Regions from separate parts of the Canis lupus genome. Here region 1 is linked to region 2. Evidence: chromatin contacts called from public Hi-C data. All regions are on one chromosome and are shown on one strand. The core of a region is the stretch at or near the end of the contact, and the rest is flanking DNA. Distances in the headings are between cores, read along the strand shown.

Evidence for each region. Hi-C and Micro-C count contacts between places; a contact is called where the count stands out from the background.
Region 1: a Hi-C map of amygdala shows a contact between it and region 2, with 1.9 times the contacts expected there. The contact joins the promoter of RBM23 here to the promoter of DAD1 in region 2.

What each region holds. Positions count from the first base shown.
Region 1 is chr8:3,368,478-3,371,210 of UU_Cfam_GSD_1.0, reverse strand. It overlaps RBM23 (probable RNA-binding protein 23), which reads left to right and starts at 1,336. Exons shown (of 14, transcript XM_038544180.1): 1 at 1,336-1,511. LOC111096963 (a long non-coding RNA gene) reads right to left here. Exons shown (of 3, transcript XR_005363043.1): 3 at 1-2,733. It overlaps PRMT5 (protein arginine N-methyltransferase 5), which reads left to right. Exons shown (of 17, transcript XM_038544176.1): 17 at 1-11.
Region 2 is chr8:3,107,193-3,109,971 of UU_Cfam_GSD_1.0, reverse strand. It overlaps DAD1 (dolichyl-diphosphooligosaccharide--protein glycosyltransferase subunit DAD1), which reads left to right and starts at 1,453. Exons shown (of 3, transcript XM_038544147.1): 1 at 1,453-1,781. The coding sequence starts at 1,571.

The DNA.
Region 1 (2,733 bases), core at 87-2,586, 260 kb before region 2:
TCCTGCTCCAACTCTGCTGCCCTGCGCCTTTGCTTTCTCACACCTTACTTAAACCTAGGCATATTCAGATCTGTGCTTTTATTCAAGACCCAAAGGATCTTTGTTCTGTATATAGGAAGCTTAATGGCCACTCTTGGACTCCTGGGTGTAGGTCTTTGGGACCAGCTGCAAAGAGGTCCATTAAGATCTGTGATTAGGCTTTTCTCTGGGGAGAAAAGATTGCCCTCGTGGAGAAAGATGGGAGTAGTGAGTGAAGCCAGCTTCCCTTCCGCTTTCCTGAGCTGCTGCACTGCCAGCTACCTCTTGGGAGGAAAACTGGAAGCCATTCAGGCACCTCCAACAAGAAGCCACCTATTTTATTTGAATAAAGTCACAAGGTTAGAGTTTGAAGTTGTAAGAGTGCCAATTCTCCATTTTATACAGGAGGATTTGAAACTGACACAAAGATATATAATATTCAAATCAAGACTGGAACACAGATCCTCTAACCCTGTGGCTCTCTCAATGATCTAACCAGTTATGTTTCTGTCAGCTAACATATTGGGCAACTGAAGTGTGAGGATTCTGGATCCCCTTGGAACGTGAGAGTGGACATCAGTTCCTTCTCTTTCTGGTTAGAGGACTGAGTATTGCTGTACCCAAGGAGTCACCTGAGAAACTTCCAGGTTTACTTTTGCAGTGCGAGGTGTGTAGCTGTGCTCGCTTCGGCAGCACATACACGAAAAATTGGGAAGTGTGTAGCTGTGGAACCAGGCAATAACCACAAGAGAGTGTGAAATTAGACAAACGTGACAACACTTGTGTTTTCCCGGGCCCAAGCACAGAGGGTAAGAGGAGATAGTTGGGAGGGCTGCGTGGCCAGCACGCTCAGAAGGGGAAAGTCCAGCCCAACATCCTTCCGGGCGGCGTGAAACAAATGCAAGTGCTCGCCGTGAAGCTGTCGCGGATGAGTACGACACGTGACCCTTTTGGGAAATCAAGAGTAGAGAGTAGCAAAGAAGTCCATTGTACCTCCTCGTTGGCTCCGCCCACGGCGTTGGCCTTGTCACCTGGAGCTCGGGAGTAGGCAGGAGGGTCCTTGCTGGTTCTTCGCCCGCCTTCTCCGCCTTCCGCAAGTCATCTAACCAATGAGAGAGCGATGGGCGGCCGCTATTAGGACGCTTCCACTCTCCGAGAGGTTAGCCAATCGAGGGGAACTTAATGGTTGCTAAGAGACATTTGAGTTTGGCTCCACCCATGCTTAGGGTTTTGGCCAATGAAAATCTGTACTTTGGACTGTTGCCGCGAAACCAGGGAGATTAGTTCCACCGCCTGAATGTCTCGGCGCCTGCGCAGATTGGGGAAAGTTCTGGAAGACCGCGGAGCTGCCGCCATTTTGCGGGAAGACTAGCAGCTCGGGCTGCAGTGCTTCTTCTACTGCTGAGACTCTGGAAAATAGCCGTGCTTCGCGCCCTCAACACACCCAAAGGAACGGCGGAAACCGGGGACCCCCCTGCGGGGACCCGGAACTGGTGAGAAACCCCGAAACCCGGTCCCCCGCGACGTCACCAATGCGTGACGTTGCCGCACGGCGCCTCCCCTTGACGTCACAGGCAGAAAATGGCGTCAAGAGCAGAATCAGGCAAACTTTTAACAAAATATTTTTGCTTACTTCGGTCTGGGAGTGTTCGCCACCTCAGCGTAGCGAACTGTAGCCCGCTGGCATGATTTTAGGGATCGGTACCCTCTTGGCTCTCTCTCCTAGAGATGATGTCCCAAGGATCCCAGTGACCGCTCTTTCCAGGTCCCAGCCCTGACTTTCGGGGTCGCCGGTACCGGGGCCCGGGGGTGCAGGGAGCGTCGACCCACCGCGGTTTGAGAGGGCTCGTAGGACCGGTTTTCAGCTCTTAGTGCCACCACTCAGAGAGGTTAGGGAACTCTGCGAGAGATTACTCAGTCTTCACAGTCTCTGGAAGGCTCGTGTTCACTGTGTTGGCCTCTGGGCTTTTCCCTGGTCCCGTTTTTCGACCGCACGTTCTTTGGCGGTACAGTATAGTTAGGCCACATAGAAGGTTTTAGCATTGGGACATTGGCCCTCGCAGAGATGCTGCCAATCATTACTTACAGGAACACTTTTTAAAAGTGTAGCTTTGGCTTGTTGCACAGCACGGGGATTGTTTTACCTTTCTCACTGTTCCTGTTCCAAATTAAGCTGCCTTCAGTTTGGAGATGTTTCTGCCCAGCTGCCTAGACGCATCACCCTGTGGGACTCAGCGTGTGGTGAATTTTGCCTGAACTGAGCGGACAGTGGTTCTTACTGTCCTTTGTCCCTTTAGCAGTGAGGCCTAAGTGCTTGCTGGGGTCTTGACTGTGCGATGACAAAGTCCAGGCACTTGCGTTCATTGTGGGCCCCCCACAAAGGAGTTTTTGGAGCCGGGGGGGCGGGGGGAGTAGGCTCTATAGTGTTTTAATGGGTGGGGTTGATGGACTTTGACCCGTAATTTAGGACATAGGAAGAGTTTGAAAACTACCAATTTGAAAATACATAGTATTTGGGACTTTACTGCTTCTAGGGTGTCTGAAAAGATATGCCAAACCCAGTGAGATTTCAAGTTTCAAAATGTGCTCATGTTATATATGTTGGTGCTTTAAATAGATCCATTCATTTCTGAGTACCTGAGTGAAAAGTTTTCTTTGTAGGTGGTGTCACAAGAACTGTCAACTTAAGTGAAAGTTCTTGTGCATGTGTTAAGT
Region 2 (2,779 bases), core at 204-2,703:
AGGAATTTTGCTTTAGCAATTTTGATAGAGTACCTAGGATAACTCAAAGTTGTTAACAAGGTTAAAAAGCACCTGGTGGGCAGCCTGGGTGGCTCAGCGGTTTAGCGCCGCCTTAGCTCAGGGCCAGATCCTGGAGACCCTGGATGAGTCTCACATCAGCCTCCCGGCATGGAGCCTGCCTCTCTCTCTCTTTCTCATGAATAAATAAATAAATAAAATCTTAAAAAAAAAAAAAAAGGCACCTGGTTACGTGCGACCTGCAACTGAAAGATGAGAGAAGGAGAAGCAGGGCTGGAAGGTTAGATTAATGTGAAATTAAAAGGGCAGAGAAAGGGACGCCTGGGTGGCTCAGCGGTTGAGTGTCTACTTCGGCTCGCCATGGAGTCCCACATTGGGCTCCCTGCAGGGAGCCTGCTTCCCCCTCTGCCTGTGTCTCTCATGAATAAATAAATAAATCTTAAAAAAAAGGGCAGCGAAAGCCAGAAATTAAAGTGGATCTGATTTTTAAAGTTAAAACGCTAAATATGTTATAAATATATAATGGTAATTCCATTTGTTAAAACGCAAAACCATAAACCTTCAGCCTCCTCTGCAAAAGGTGCTGGAGGAGGTAGGGTTTGAACCAGGCAATGCTCCTGTGTGCCTTCCAGCGTAGCGTCCTGGGGCACTACACCGGGTTCAAGATGCCAGCTTGTGAGCAAAAGGTTGCTTAACCCGGTCACCCCCAGTATGCAGGTTAATCGACTGTTTTCACTCAGTCCCCGCCCCCAGCAAGACCCCCCCCCCCCCCCCCGGACGGCACCTACAGTTTAGCACAGCGCCACGAGGCGCCCAATAAATATTTGCTGAACTAATGAATGCCTGCGGACTTGGGGTTCCCTGTGTACCGCGCTTATTCGTTAGCGCTCCCAGGGACAAATCCCAAGTCCCGCTCAGGGCCAGGTAGAGGGCAAGCTGCCTCCCCCCATAACCCCGCCTAAGCTAGTGCCTGCGCAGCGATTAGCAGCGGTGGGTCTTTCTGCGGGCGGACGTAACTTGCTCTAATCATCTGGGGCAGGCATTTGCCCTTAACAGAGCTGGGGCTGCGTCGCGACTGAACCCCGAGGACGCCAGGCGTTGCCTCACAGTAGATCCAAACACTCAATCTTTGAAGACGCGGGTGGGCCAAAGAAAGCCGGAACCCTCGGGTGGCTACGCTGTCCTTTGTAAAACCTGTCCCCCTCTTCCTCCCACAGTATCCTGTTGCTAGAGCAACTGTGGGCGTCACCGACCTGACCACGGAAGTAGGACGGAAAGAGCACACGTCTCCGGCCCAGGGACGGATCAGATCCACTGCGCAGGCGCCTTAGCTTTAGCAGGCCGTGGCCCACGTCTGTAGATGTGCTCTGCGTCTGCGCGGTAGTTGCTTCGCGCCCGGGCCTGAGTACACGCCTGCGCAAAGAGGCGACTCGGGGCGGGCGGAGCGGGGCTGCAGAGGTGCGCAGGCGTCAAGGCTACGGACTACATCCGGGGTGGCCGTGGCTTTCGCCGGGCGTTCGGGGAGCGCAGGCCGAGAAGCGAGTGTGTAGTCATGTCGGCGTCGGTAGCGTCGGTTATCTCGCGGTTCCTAGAGGAGTACTTGAGCTCCACGCCTCAGCGCCTGAAGCTGCTTGACGCGTACCTCCTGTACATACTGCTGACCGGGGCGCTGCAGTTCGGTTATTGCCTCCTCGTGGGGACCTTCCCCTTCAACTCTTTTCTCTCGGGCTTCATCTCTTGTGTGGGGAGCTTCATCCTAGCGGGTAATGGTTCTCTACGTAATCGCAGTAATAATGTGTTTACTTTGGTGCGCTGCTTTTCCTCCCTCGTCACTCTCTTTTATAGCAGATCACCGCCCCGTGAAGTCCCGAGAGGAGCCTGCATTGCCCTCTTTTGTGAAAGGGGAAATTGAGGCTCAGAAAGGTTGCCACAAGCCTGATTCTGGAATTCTGGAGAAACCCGCTTCACTCCAGGAAAACTCCATTTCAGCGTTCACTTCGGCTTTAACATACCTTTAAAATGGGTAGAGCTTTAAAATGGAAAAGCAGACTCCGAAGTATCTCTCTCACCTCGACCTAATCACTGCTAACCGCTAGTGAAACAGTGTAAGAAATAGGAGCATAGGTGGTTCGCTTGTTGAATCAACCTTTACTTGACTTTGGCTTTCAGCTGCTCCTACTTCTTTCTTGTGGATAAAGCTGTTGTGTCAGTATCCTGAACTCCGTTTTTATTCACAGAGCTCTATTTTAGCAGTTATTATTCTGATTCCCAGCATTTGATACGTTGTAGACTGCCGTATATAACAAAAGCTGACCTTTCTTGCCCAGTAGGAACTCTAGTGAATGCTAAGTTCAGCCTTGGCCCATGAGTTAGCCTGGCACCAGGTGGGCCCTTCCAGTCACTGGTATCGTCTTCTGTCTGATTTTGAGAACATGTTAGAATCCATTTTTTCCCCCAGTGTGATTATTATCAGACCATCAATTGTGTTTTGAGTCTAACAGAGGGTACTAGCTTTGGAGGTGCATCAGGTTTCTGTTTCTTGTCCTCAGTGAATTTACAGTCTATTTGGGGCAGAAACAAAATACAGCATTAGAATTGCTCATTTATAGTGGTTCTCAGCTTATAGAGCTGTAGAATGCTTTTTACACAAATGCTAGCTCAGACTCATACCAGAGATACTCCACCTTCTTTCTCAGAACTTAAAATAAGCCTAAGGACTTAATGACTTGTGTACTAGCCGGTCTGGAGTTGTAGAGTTAAT